Regions from separate parts of the Sus scrofa genome. Here region 2 is linked to region 1. The links are chromatin contacts, called in public Hi-C maps. All regions are on one chromosome and are shown on one strand. Each heading gives the region's core, a stretch centred on a gene start, on an enhancer-like site or on the middle of the called end of the contact. The rest is flanking DNA. Distances are from core to core; before and after follow the strand shown. Region 1 overlaps PIP4K2A (phosphatidylinositol-5-phosphate 4-kinase type 2 alpha). Region 2 overlaps PIP4K2A (phosphatidylinositol-5-phosphate 4-kinase type 2 alpha).

Region 1 (6,699 bases), core at 2,257-4,756:
AATCTGGCTAGTATCTATGAGGATGCAGGTTCGACCCCTGGCCCCTCTCAGTGAGTTAAGGATCTGGCATTGCTGTGAGCTGCAGTGTAGGTCACAGACAGGGCTCTGATCTGGCATTGGTGTGGCTGTGGCATAGGCCATCAGCTGCAAGCTCTGATTAGACCCCTGGCCTGGGAACTTAGATATGCCACAGATTCAGCCCAAAACCCAAAAATAAATAAATAAATAAATAAAAGTTTAGTGGGGAATATCTTCTTTTTAGCTTTTTAAAAATTATAGTTAATTTACAATATTGTGCCAATTTCTGCTGCACAGCAAAGTGACCTGGTCATACATTTATACATATACTCATACATACATAGGTATGACTGGGTCCCTTTATATATATATTCTCTTTCTTATATTTTCTTCCATCGTGTTTTATCCCAAGAGACTGGATGTAGTTAACTGTGCTATACAGTAGGACCTCATTGCTTTATCCATTCTAAATAGCGGGGGAATATATATTTGAAAATAGACCATTTCTAAAAACTGTAGTTCTGCTAGCAGCTAAACCGTGCCTAGAAAAGTTCATTTAAAATAATGAATGCATTTGTGACGTTAACTGTCATGGCATACCGTGAGTGAAACGTGAATGAGAGACTACTTTTGAGACCAGAAATCCAGATTATTCACAGAATCCGGGTCTGATATGGCCTCACATTGGTGGAGCACTGTTTTAGTGGACCCTGATGTTTCTCAGTGAAGTATGTGGAGCAGAGCCTGTTTCCGTTTTGTAGCTGAGAAAACTGAGGCTATCAAAAGAGTAACTGACCTGACAGCCAAACACAGCCACTAATAAATTCCTCCCATGGATTAGTAGGTTGGCATCTGTTACCTGAGAAGTCCCCAAGGGATGGGAAACTGAGACTGGGGGTGTCCTGTCAGTTTCCTGCAGCTAACACAGGGGACCTTTTGTGACCAGATGGGAGAGAAGGGTGTTAGGAATGACCAGTGACCGTAAGGGAAACATAGGAAAGAAGTGGCTGGTGGCAGTTTCCTGAAGAATAAATCTACGTAAGCATATTGTCCAGGGCCAGCCCTCCCTGCTGCTCTGCAGGAGGCACCAAGGGGTCAGCTTTTGTCCCTCCTGCGGAGTCAATCCCTTGTTCCCTTGAGTAGCCACGGACCCCAGAGCTACACTTGGTACCAGAAGCAACATGGTATTTGTGTAGAAAAGAAGTGGCAATTTGACATGTATTTTGGGTCAGAATCTTGTCTCACATTCAGCATTGTCACGCTGCCCCTTTTTATGGGGAACATGAATCCTTCGATGGCCAAGTTAATATTTTCAAAATACGAACCTAACAAAGGAACTTTCTTTGACTTGAAAAATTAGAGTCAAAGGCGAAAAAAAATGCTTAGAGACAGCACAGTCGTCTGATAGTCAGTGGAATACGGGAAAATGTTAAATTATTCAGAAGTTGCTTGATAATTGGTGAATAAATGCATGATGGAATGTTTCGAATTTGGCAAAGCCTTCTAGAGAATCCATTAAACAAATGCATGCATGCTCCGTCTCACATTTGCAAGAATTTCTGGAAAATTTTTCTGAAAAATTGAATGACATATTGCCAAACCCCAATTAGCACTATGAATGAAAAATAACCCAGTGCCTGTGTTAGTTTTTTTGGTTTGTTTGTTTGTTTGTTTGTTTTAATATCAGGGCTTTCTGACTTGTAAAAATGAGATCTTTGAGGGAAGTTACATGATTAGCTCTTGATGGTAAGGTATTGCTACAAGAGGGTGCTTATTTATCCCAAGCAAATGTCTCTGGGCCACGTTCTCATGATCAGAAACATCTCTCTGCTTTCTTATTTCAGGAATGTTTATCCCCAGCATTTATTGGCCAAATTGATCTCTCAAAGACCTTGTGGTCTGGCAAAGGCACTTCTTGCTAGTTAGAGCAACAAAATACTTGGAGTATGTTTTAAATAGTTGCATTCAATTATATTTGTTGCCTTGAAGCCTGGGGAGAAAACCCGCCTGTTTCCAGACCACAAAGAGCAAGGTTTGGGGGTTTGTTTGTTTTGTTAATGTTTGATTGTGGTTAATCCGCTTTCTGTTCTTCCTGGAGATAAACTGCATTTAAAAAAAAAAAAAGTTAGTGTTTCAGGCTCCCCTCCCATAAAATCAGAGAGGTGCATGAAATGACAGGAAAGGGTCAAACTCCAATTATTAAGTGTTTTTCAGTCTGAGGAAAATCTTTAGAAGAGGCAGAGAGGTCATTGTCTGGAACAAGTGGTTAGAGATTTTCAAAGATATTCATTAAAATCTGAACAAGAGGAATAATGGAAAGAAGCTGTTCTCTGGAAGAAATTTCCTTGACTGCTTTTCTGCTTCTTTGATACAGTAAGAACCAGTTAATGTTGGGTAACAGAATATTCAGAGAATGACTGCATTATGCAGATTTGTCTCTTTATTTCAATGAGTGGTAAGTTCTGTTTTTTTTTTTTTTTTTTTGTCTGAATTTTGTATACATAGTATCACTCATTATTTGGTCCTTTTTTTTTTTTTTTTTTTTCTTTTTTCTTTTTTCTTCTTCGTATAGTTTGAGGTGCAACCTTTGCAGAAACAGTGCAGGAAAACTATATGTATGAACACACCGAATGATGGCCTGGAACAGAGCCTGCAGAGGCTCAGTGCCTGGAAGGAAGATCAGTTAGAATGGAATATCCCAGGCTGGCTTAGAGGGGAAAGAGATCGAATTTGAAGGACTGGGGGGAGTTTTTAGATAAGCCTGGTTCACCAGGAGTGAAATATGGCTGAGATGTTCTCCTTGATATTTTATTTTTGTCTTCTAAATGCTTTTCTTGGAACCTAATTCCTTTCACACATTGTTTTCGTTTTGTTGTTCTCAGCCCTCTGCTTCCAGGGCTAGGGCTCAAGTCTCCTGCTCCTCACTGGAGATTTTATTGCCTGCAATCCCAGAGGGTCACTTTGCATATACTCATTGTCAGTAGCATGTTTTCATTGGGTTATTTACTGTGGCTTCGGTCTCCCTGCTTCCCCAATGGACCCACTGCTTAGTCTCCACAACCCCCTCCTCTGTGACCTTTGGGGGCCGTTCCCTTGTTACTTAGACACAGATGCGAGGGCTGGTTGTGGGAAGAAACATTCCCTGTCAACCGTCCCACCAGTCAATGGTTTTTTTTTTTCCCTTGTAGTTGAAGACACTGAATTCTTGTCATTTTTTAACCCCTGTGTTATTATCTTTCACGTTGCATAGATCAGATGGGTCTTGGATGGGGTTTAGGATCCCTCAACCATCAAACTGCTGGCGTCTGTGTTGATCCCATTGCTCCTTTCACATGCTTATCTGTCCCTGCCTCTTCATCGCAAACCCTTTCACAAAATAATGACGCATCTACTTTATGACAAAGCAGGAAAACAGACACACACACACTCACGGTATTTAGTCACCAAATTATCTAGAAAGACTTAGACTATGACTCTCCCTCCCTGTGAGTGTTTCCCAAGGGCAGACACACAGGCATGCTCTTAACACGCCGCCTGGAGCTCAGCAAGAGTCTGGAGGATAGAAGTTAGGAAGTCTTGTCCTTTTTCATCTCCTGCTACCAAAGAGCCTCTTTGAGAAAGTGGCTTTCCATCCCGGTTTGAAAAAAAAAGAAACTTCAGAGTCAACAAGGTTGTTTATTTACTTAAGGGAGAGAAAACATCTCTGGGCCCGCCAAGCTGATAGCCTAGTCACCTTTGATCCTGGTGCGGTCCGCCCCCACCCCACGGCGGATTCTTTTTTGTGAGGAGACTCAGTCTACCTACAAGGAAGGCAGTAATTAAAGAAAAGAATATATCAGCCGGTTCATCTGGAGAATGATCTGGGTAGATAATCGTCACCGTTCTTCCGAGCGCGGGTTTAATGCTTCGGGTCAGCTCTGACTCTGCAGGTGGGGGTTAAAGAGCAGCCTCTTGCAGATGCCTCCTGGGAGATGCCCTCGGCTCCACCCCCCTTGTGCTCTGGTTCAAAAGAGGAGGAAAACGTGTCCCTCGGAGTTAGAAACCCCGCACAGAGACTGCAGGTTTTGCTCTGATAAACAGATGGCATCCCCAACAATTATTCTCAGCAGAAGTAAGGGTGGTCTTGATAGTTTGCCATCCAAACGGATCTGCTTCCTGCGTCTCAGAGCCCAAGGCTGTTTGTAAGAAAAATGTGTGTGTTTAAAACCCCCACCTAATAGATGAGCACAAAGTACCTAGAAGCAAAATGCAAGTTCTTTTGTATGAGATGGAGGAATGAAAGCACAGTGTCAGGCTGTCTGGATTATTTTTTTTTTAAGTAATAAGAGTCAGAAATCCCAGGAAACCTAACCTTCCCTCTTCTTCCTTTTCTTTTGGCTTTTTCTCCAGCTGCAAGTGGGGATGGGCACTGTCTTCACTGGGAGGCACATCATGACCCCAGAGGTGGGTCTTTCCCGCCCTTAGAGGCTGCAGAAAACAGAGACGTTGCTTCTTCACTGTGTCCATGGAAAGTTGGCTTTCGGGTGTAGCCCTGTTTGTTGATCTGCAGTGCACTGTGCCGGGGTTATCAGTTTCCTAGGGAGTTGATCATGAAATTAAAAGTGTTTTACTGGGGTTAATTATATTACTAAATATTATACCCAATTCTAGCCGAGCAGAAAGAGGGCTTTGTCTTCAGGATACTAGGTACAAGGCAGGAACTAGGGCCACTGACGCTGCTAGGACCCTACTGTTTGATCTTCTGTGTTGGCCTCCTCCAGCCTCGATTGTGGAGGACACTGACGGCCTCCATTCTCTATTTTGGGGGTGGAAGGTGGGAGGGGGAGCTGCACACTCGGCATATGGAAGTTCCCAGGCTAGGGGTTGAATCACAGCTGCAGCTGCCAGCCTACACCACAGCCACAGCAACGTGAGATCTGAGCCACGTCTGTGACCAGCTCATGGAAACATTGGATCCTTAACCCACTGAGCGAGGACAGGGGTTGAACCTACAACCTCATGGGTACTAGTTGGGTTCATTACCCCTGACCATGGGGAACTTCCAATGGTCTCCATTCTTTATACCTCATCATTTGATAGTGGGGAGAGGCTAGCGTGAAGGTCCCATGTCTGACCTGGGAAAGGAGGTTCATTGCGCCTGCGTGGGGCTGGAGCCATCCCTGGACCTGCAGTTGGGTGGGAGTAGGGAACTCTGATGGCCAGGGAACAGGGTCCCAGCATAAAGAGTCCTTACTCCTCTGGTAACCAGATGGGTGTGGGGAGGGAGATGGGTGTTGAGCTGGGCATTCAGAAGAGAGGGTTGACTGTGCATTAAATGAGTCAATATGTAGTCTCTTGAAGAAAAGAAAAAATCACTTTTTTATACCACTGTCATCACCTTAATGTGATCTTTTAGGATCTGTTTTCTGAGCCAGACTGAGTTTATTGTGGCGGAGCAGCCTTGGTGAACTCAGGACCATTTGAAGGGCGGGAGGTAAAAGCAGGACCTCTGGCTGGGCAGTTTGAGTCCTAGGGTTTGCCCCAGCTTCCCCAAAGGCCCTTGAGTCTCAGTCTCTTCATTTATAAAGTGAGGAGGTTAGAGAAATGTGCCCTCCAAGTCTAAAACTGCTTTTCTGGAGTTCCCGTCATGGCACAGCTGTCGGAAACGAATCTGACTGGGAACCATAAGATTGCGGATTCGATCCCTGGCCCTGCTCAGTGGGTTAAGGATCCAGCACTGCCATGAGCTGTGATGTAAGTCACAGATGTGGCTCAGATCCCATGTTGCTGTGGCTGTGGCTGTGGCTGTGGCTGTGGAGTAGGCTGGCAGCTGCAGCTCCGATTTGACCCCTAGCCTGGGAACGTCCATATGCCGTGGGTACAGCCCTAAAAAAGACCAAAAGACAAAAAAATAAAAAGATAAAACTGCTTTTCTGTCTGCAGCATCATTTGTCATTGAATATAATAAGTTTGCCAGAAGATTTGTGATCTATTTAAAAAACACTGGTGCCCTACTAGCATATGTTGCACTTAGCTATCTGATAATGTTTGATCGTATAAGATAGAGGCATTAAGATACTTTTTCAGAAATTCCCATTGTGGCACAACGGAAATGAATCTGACTAGTATCCATGAAGATTTGGGCTTGATCCCTGGCCTCGATCAATCAGTGGGTTAAGGATCCTGCGTTGCTATGAGTCATGTAGGTTACAGAGGTGGCTCAAATCCTGGGTTGCTATGTCTGTGGCTCCAATTTGACCCCTAGCCTGGAAACTTCCAAATGCCACAGGTGCAGCCCTAAAAAGCAACAAAATTTAAAAAACAAACAAAATGTTTTAAAATGAAATGTGAAAAATGTGTTTTCCCCTCCCTCATTTTTTTCTTGCTTCTCGCAGCTGTGTACTGCCTTTTTGCTTGATAATTTTTCCCTAGATCTCACTGGGCTCCATCTCTTTGCTCTATGTTTATATCGAGTATTAAACATCATTCTCTTTCATCTAACTACAACTGCTTCTCATCTGTTTCAGCTGCTCATTATTTCCACTATGCATTAGGGAATACAAAACTGAGCCGTGTTTAAGCAACTTAGTGTCAATCACTGGCGTCTAGATTCCATTTTCCCACAGGCTGAGAAGAAGGTAAATAAATTGGATTGAGCAAGAAGCCTAAATATTAGCATGTGCCCATGATTGTCTTTTTCAG
Region 2 (6,699 bases), core at 2,258-4,757, 78 kb after region 1:
AAATGCCAACTGGAATAAACAGATTCCCAGTGTCCTCTCCTAGAAAAATGTTTCCTGAAGAAAGTGGCTAGTTCAGCTGGTAACTCAAACCATCACCAAAAAAAATTTCTGTTCTTAAACAGAAATGCTTTGTGCGGACTCCCCACACAGACTGTTGGCAAGATCTGTCCTCCCAGGTCAGGATTTAATAAGACTGATGTCACTGCTTCCTCAAGGATAATCTATTTTATGTCAAACTCCAGGAGTACCATCTGGGGCCACTGTTGGATGTGTGCTAAGCTGCCAACAGTTTTTTACCCACCATTGTTTTTGCAGTATCTGTGCAAATAGTAAATAATGAAAAGGGCTAATAGTGTCTCAGTATTGTCAGAAAGATGGTCTGCAAAGTCACAACTCCTCAAAGAGTCCTGAGCCCCCTGGGTGCTGAACCGCACTGAGAGATGCTAGTCTAAGAGTGGGGAAGTGGTCTGGGCTCATCTCCCCTCTGGAGTGCGGCTCAACCATATAAGCTTCCCAAATACAGTCTTGCTCTGTCCTGCCTCCGAGTCATAGCTGTTTTTGATCCCTGGAAATCCCAGCCACCCTACAGGCCCTTTGGCCACCATCTCTGTTGCAAAGAGCTCACTCTGCTGAGTATCAAGGGGTCTGCCTGTGGGTCTGACTCACCCATGTAAGAATCCCGATGACCTCAGAAGCTACAGGTCCTGGTTTTATTACCTGTTAGCTCCATGCAAGATGCTCAACCTTTACGAGCCAGTTTCTTGGTCTGTGAAACATTATTTTATCTCCCTTGCTGGGTATTTGTGAGGGTTAAAGAGATATGTACCCGTCATGTCCAGCAACAGCCTTTGGTGGGTGATTTTGGTTGTTTCAACCATTCTGCTAGTGAGTAAGTCGCTTAAAAGCAATTTTTTCGGTCCTACTTTTTTATCCTCCTCAAATGTTTAAGATAGTGCCTTGTTTGAGCAGGCAGCCAGTCAGCATATCCTGCTGTGAATTATGCTTATAGTCTAGGTATTACAGTTTTAATTTAACCTTGCACGTTATGATTTCAGCTCCCTTTTTAGCTTGTAGAATAAATGAGCTCTGTTCTCACCAGGACTTTCAGTTGTCGGGGCACCTGGACTTCTGGCATCATTTCATGGCTCAAACGCTTGGTCTCGACTGACTTATCTTTTTAATTTTGTTTTAATTTTTCATTCTGAATGAATTTAAATTTGGATGGGTTTTTTCCAGGCTAATGATCTGCATTTACATAGAGACGAAGTGTCACCGAGAATCAGCAGCAGAGTGAATTATACTGTAGGAGGGGAAAACACAGACTTAAAAAATTGGCTAAAGCTACAAAGAGGAATAGTTTCCTCCTCTGCCCATAAGTGTAGGAATTACTCAACCGTTACTAATACAAAACCCAGGTATTACAAGTATTTAATACTCAAGTACTAATTACCCCCTTTTAATTTGGAAACCTTCTTTCTTAGCATTCAGCACGTAGAGGAAGATATTTGTGGACCATGTTCCAGAATCCGTGAAGGAAGGAAAACAGTCCACTGCCAGCGGAAGCTGCTGAGCTCAGGCGGCAGAGGGCTTTCCTTCACTGCCAGCCCCCATGGCTCCTCTTCGCTTGCTGGGTCAGCTCTGTGCTCCTCTGACACAGCCCCAAGAAGCTACGAGCATCTTCCCTGGGCTGGCAGCAGGGTCTCTCAGATCCACCAGACCTGGGGATGCTGAGCGCTGGGGTGGAGAATTAGCCCCGGGGAGCTTCTGGCCTGGGCTTGGCTCCCATCTGTGAACGACAGGTCACACATGTCTTAACGAAAGCCTGAGCTGCCTGCATGCAAGATGGTCACAGAGCCAGAATCTGAAGGATGGCCAGTCTAGAAGCTGCTTTAACTTTCCCCAAGTCATATAGACATTCTCTTAATGAAAGGCTATATGCACGTATTCTGGGCCCATAAATGTGTCTTTAAAAGGTGGTCAGGTGACCAGATCCCTCTGCTCACCTCAGGGCAGTGTGGACGCCCAGTGCCTGAGGGGAAGGAGAGATGCAAACTGGGCTGTGAGCTCCCCCAGGCGATTATTCCGCTGGGAAGACACTGCGTGGGCACCAGGGAGCACAGAGTATTCACAGTTGTATTAAAGTTAGGAAATCACTGCCCAGTGGTTTCCCAGTCTTTTTTTTTTTTTTTGCATTAGGATCTTCCCTTTTTTTTTTGTTTTTTTTTTTGTTTTTTTTTTTTTGCATTAAGATCTTCCACAAACAAAGGGCAGTTTCTGTTCTTAAACTCTACCCCAGGGCCCTCCTCCCCACCCCACCCCCACCTCAGAACTGAGAGCATCCTTTTGAAAACCAGCTCGGTGGAGTACAAATTCCTGAGCCCAAGAACTGTGTTTTCTTCCACTTTACACTCAGCCTGGATTTTTCACAAAAGGGATGCATGTGTGTGTCTGGAGGGGCCTCCAAAGCAGACGGGGCCAGACAGCACCCGCTGGGCTCACCCCACAGAACGTAAGGAGAGCACGTTCATCTGTGACCCTAAACCAGGGGACAAAGGCAGGGGCTTAGCCTGCCCCCCTCTAGAAGATGCGGGCGGGAAAGAGGCCTTGGTCTCTGCGGCCGGCTGGTGGCCCACCTCACTTTGAAGACCCTCCGATGTGAGGAGAGCAGGGTTTGGACCCAGCGTTTGCACAGGCATCATCTAGGACTGTCGGGTTTTCTGATTTCCAGCAGGATGAGAACCAGGGCAAGGACAGCACAGGTGACGTGACAGGGAAGGGGTTGGGGCCGGGAGGCAGAAAGACCTGCAAGGGGTGCAGTGCTGACCTCGGATGAGGCTCCAAAACGAGCTGGTGCTCGTGTATTTCCACGCTCTGCCTGGACCGTGTGTGTGTTGCAGCACGAAACCGATGCCACGCGTGTGCATATTTTCATTCATTCTTTCTGTTCCAGGGTTCCACAGTGGCCAGGGAAGCTAGTGACAAAGAAAAGGTAAGTGCCTGTCTCCCTCCCCCGTGCTCTGCATCCTTCTTTCTCGCCCTCCCGCTGTGACGCCTGCCGCCTCCCTCTGCCCCAGTCCCTCCTCGCGTGAGCTGCCCTGCCGAGCAAGGCCGGTGGTGTTTGTGGGTGAAACATTGCTCATCAATGTGATCTTGAAATCCTGCCGCCTCCAAGGTCAACACGATCCAAACTTGGCAGGTCCCTCAGCACCCAGGTCCTAACCCCACTTTATGGCCAGCAGGCCAGGTGTGACCTTGAGTCTGTGTCTTTACCTCTGGGCCCCAGTTCTCTCACCTGTAAAATGATGGTGTTGGGCTTCAAATTCACCTGTAAAACGTTGGCTTGCCTCACCCTCAAACTCCTTTCCAACCGGAACGTGTTAAGATCCGATTAGAGTATTTTTTGTGCAAAGACTTAGGGACGAGGAAACTTACCTTTTCCTGAGTCATTGGATATGAGGTAATATTTGAACAACATTCTGTCGATTATGCAAGTTTAGACAGATTCAACTGGAAGCAGTTTAAGAATGTGGAAAGAGCTTTCTGTACGTAAACCAAATCAGCAGCTGCTTACATGGAAGGTGCCGCTCGCGCCCAGCTCCTCCTCCTCACGCTGAAGTGCCATTTCTTGACCAAACCATTTGAAAGCTGAGCTCATGGGTGTTTGTTTTTAAATTAAATGTTTAGGATGCTATCATTCAGTTTTATAGATTTGGAAATCCCCTCTTACTTAATGCACCCAGAAGGTTGTGAATGTCTTTATGGTCGCTGTCTTATCTTCAGGGGTTAAAATAATGAATCGCACAGACAGGTCCAGCAAAGCACTGTGGACGTTAAACTGGAAGTGACAGTACCACGTGATAAGTGCATGGCTAGGGAGCATGGAGCAAGGGCACCTAAAGTCTGGCTGGGTGGTCTTCCTGGAAGAGGTGGTGGTTGGAAGCCTGAAGGACAAGCAGGGGTGAGCTAGAGAAAGAGGCAGGAAAGAGCAGAGCGTACAAGAGAGGGAGCGCTTGGCGCTTTCGTTGGAGGGAGGGGAGGCCACAGAGGTGAGCAGGACCAGCTGGAGAGGCTGTGGAAATGACCTGGATGGTGGCCTGCCCTGGGGTGCTGGAAGGGGGTACAGCAGAGATTTAGGAAGAAGCCACAGAACTTGGAGCTAATCTGGGAGGTGAGTGGTACCAGGGTGTGTGTGTGTGTGTCTGTCTGTGTGTGTGTCTGTGTGTGTGTCTGTGTGTGTGTGTGTGTGTCTGTGTGTGTGTGTGTCTGTGTGTGTGTGTGTGTGTCTGTGTGTGTCTGGGAGGTGAGTGGTACCAGGGTGTGTGTGTGTGTGTGTGTGTGTGTGTGTCTGTGTGTGTGTCTGGGAGGTGAGTGGTACCAGGGTATGTGTGCGTGTGTGTGTGTGGAGGGAGGGTGGGGTTCAGGATGACCCCCAAGTTTCTGGCTTGGACAGTGGGCAGGTGTTGATCCCACTCACTGAAAAAGGGAGGAAAGCAGGCGCAGTAGTAGAAACGTCAGCATGGCAAGAGAACAGAGGTGCCACGAGAGGCTGCCGAGAGGGCTTCCACTGGGAAAAAAAGGGCTTAGGAAACCTCCAGAGAGGATGAGCAGTAAAGACAGGGATGCCTAGATGAGGTCACCCAGGACGAGTTTTGGGGAGAAGAGAAGCACGTCTGGCGCCCCCAGAAGGTCATCATTTAAGGGGTTGGGTAAAGGAAGAGCCTGCAAAAGACCAGCCAGACAGGCGGTGAGGAGGAAAGCCTGGGTCATTTGTTCACATACTTACTGAGCGTCTAGTATGAGCAAGCATGCTGCCAAGCAGGATGAGAAATGCCTCTGTGTCCAGCGCCCCACTTCGTGAAACTTGCACTCCAGAGGCATCCCAGGGACTGGAGGAAGAGCACTTTCCCAGGTCCCGGGCGCCTGTGCGGGCAGGTGGGATGAGGACTGAGAATTACCCATTGGCTCTATCAGCAGGGCCGTCCCCCACCACCTCGTCAGTGATGGTGAGGAGAGCAGAAACCCAGGTGGCAGCAGGTTAAGAAGTGAGGCACAGAAGAGGGGAGGGTGGCTCCTTCTCTCACAGTTTGAGTTTTGGACTGTGCCCCGGGGAGCAAATTTTCACACGGCCAACCCCCCTGTAAATCACCTCGAAGGCACCAGCTTTGACCAAAAGCAGCAGAAGACGATAAGCTGTCGACTTCCACGTTGCTATGTAAACATTTCTTCCAGGTGCCAGAGACTCAAGCAAGTGTCTTAAGTTTTAGTCCATGAGAAACTCAGAGGCTGAGTAGCAGCGGGATTTTCTCCTGGGCTGTTAAAAGAAACAGACTAGCGTCAGAAGCAGCCAGCCCCAGCCCAAGAGCGTGGACACGATGCCAGCCACCGCTGGGCATGGTCACTCCATTTTTACTTTGTGCCCAAGTCTCTCGTGACTACAGCAGCTCCCCCCACCCCTTCATTTCCATTTCTTCAGGTCCCACCCCCAGGGGCTTGCTCTGCTCTGGCGGGAACCAGTGCCCAGACAGACAGTTGCAGCCAGTGGGGTGAGCGCGGTGGCACGCCGCATCCTGAGCAAGGACACAAATGAAGGAGACCACGGTAGCTGACGTGGCTGTGCCGTCTCTTCATCAGGAGCAGAGCAGTCGGTTAGCAACCTGTCCCTCCTCTTGCTGCCTCTGGGCCCTCGTGCTTTCCAGGAGCTGCTGGCATTCACCACGGTTCCACCCCGCCCCCCACCAGAGACATTTAGCCCTTTACTGGGGCAGGTTTCTGTGAAAAGACATGAAAATGAGACTTTAGCAGAAAGCCACTTTTCTGAGGCTGCTTCTATCATACGCTGAATGTGTGCAGATTGTTCCTCAAATCCTCTCCCTCAGAGGGGGGCGCAGAGAAACCGGATGGGAGCCCCTTTGGGGTCAGGGTCCGATTGCCCTTCCTCGCGTGTGGCAGATTCAAGACCCAGAAGCCTCAGTTCCCACGCTGCATCGCACCTGGGGGCAGAGGCGAAATACTACCTGGGAGGTGGTGGTGTTTGTCTCAGTGTCCCGGGACTTGGAAAGGTGGCCATGCCCGACCCGAGCCGGGCCCGTGCCAACTGCCCTGACCAGCCCCTTGATGTGGGTGCTGGTATCACTTCCTTTGTGTGAACCAAGTTCTCAGACCTTGTCCCACAGTCATGACGCGACACAGCCAGGGGTTCCAGCCCAGAGCTCACACTTCTCTTCACTGTATGGTACTGCCTTTTTTTTTTAAAAAGACTTTTTGTCAAAAAATCATATTAACCCCATGAATCATGAAGTTGAATGAGGAAGCATTTCACTACAGTGTTTCACTGACAAAAACATTGTTTGGGGGTTACACAGGGTACTAAGGCAAGTTCATGGAGTCTGGATTTAAAAGTTAAAAAGTGGCGAAATAAACTGGCCTCATTCTACGTTGGCACACCAGCCAATTCGTATCTCCTCCATTTGAGGCGTTTAGGTATTTCTGTAAATACAGTCTGTGTCACTGTAGCTTACTGTAGTGTAAACCATTCAAAGTGTCTACACAAGAGCCCGAGGAAGAATTGAGTGCTTTTTATTTCTGGGCTTGGACTTCCTGATAGCTTTTCTTCCAGGAGGTCATCCGCCTGCCTTTCTAAGGTGACAGGTGCTCACCGGGGCAGGCAGGAGGTCGGGGAGCTTAGAGATGTGGGATGTA

The links. A called contact is a pair of places that touch in the nucleus more often than the background predicts.
Region 2: a Hi-C map of liver shows a contact between it and region 1, with 1.6 times the contacts expected there. The contact joins two enhancer-like sites. A contact is called at or near these places in 4 of 47 Hi-C or Micro-C datasets (embryonic fibroblasts, liver and skeletal muscle).

Annotation. Positions count from the first base shown.
Region 1 is chr10:52,293,200-52,299,898 of Sscrofa11.1, forward strand. All of the region lies in intron 1 of PIP4K2A (phosphatidylinositol-5-phosphate 4-kinase type 2 alpha), which reads left to right. Among named protein-coding and RNA genes, the nearest start is that of PIP4K2A, 72 kb to the left of the region's middle. Within about 2 kb of position 3,507, at least 16 of the 83 cell types and tissues checked have an H3K27ac peak or open chromatin away from gene starts, as enhancers often do. A contact at or near this core is called in liver, where this site is marked.
Region 2 is chr10:52,370,889-52,377,587 of Sscrofa11.1, forward strand. It overlaps PIP4K2A (phosphatidylinositol-5-phosphate 4-kinase type 2 alpha), which reads left to right. Exons shown (of 10, transcript NM_001195781.1): 6 at 2,951-2,989. Among named protein-coding and RNA genes, the nearest start is that of PIP4K2A, 150 kb to the left of the region's middle. Within about 2 kb of position 3,508, at least 2 of the 83 cell types and tissues checked have an H3K27ac peak or open chromatin away from gene starts, as enhancers often do. A contact at or near this core is called in liver, where this site is marked.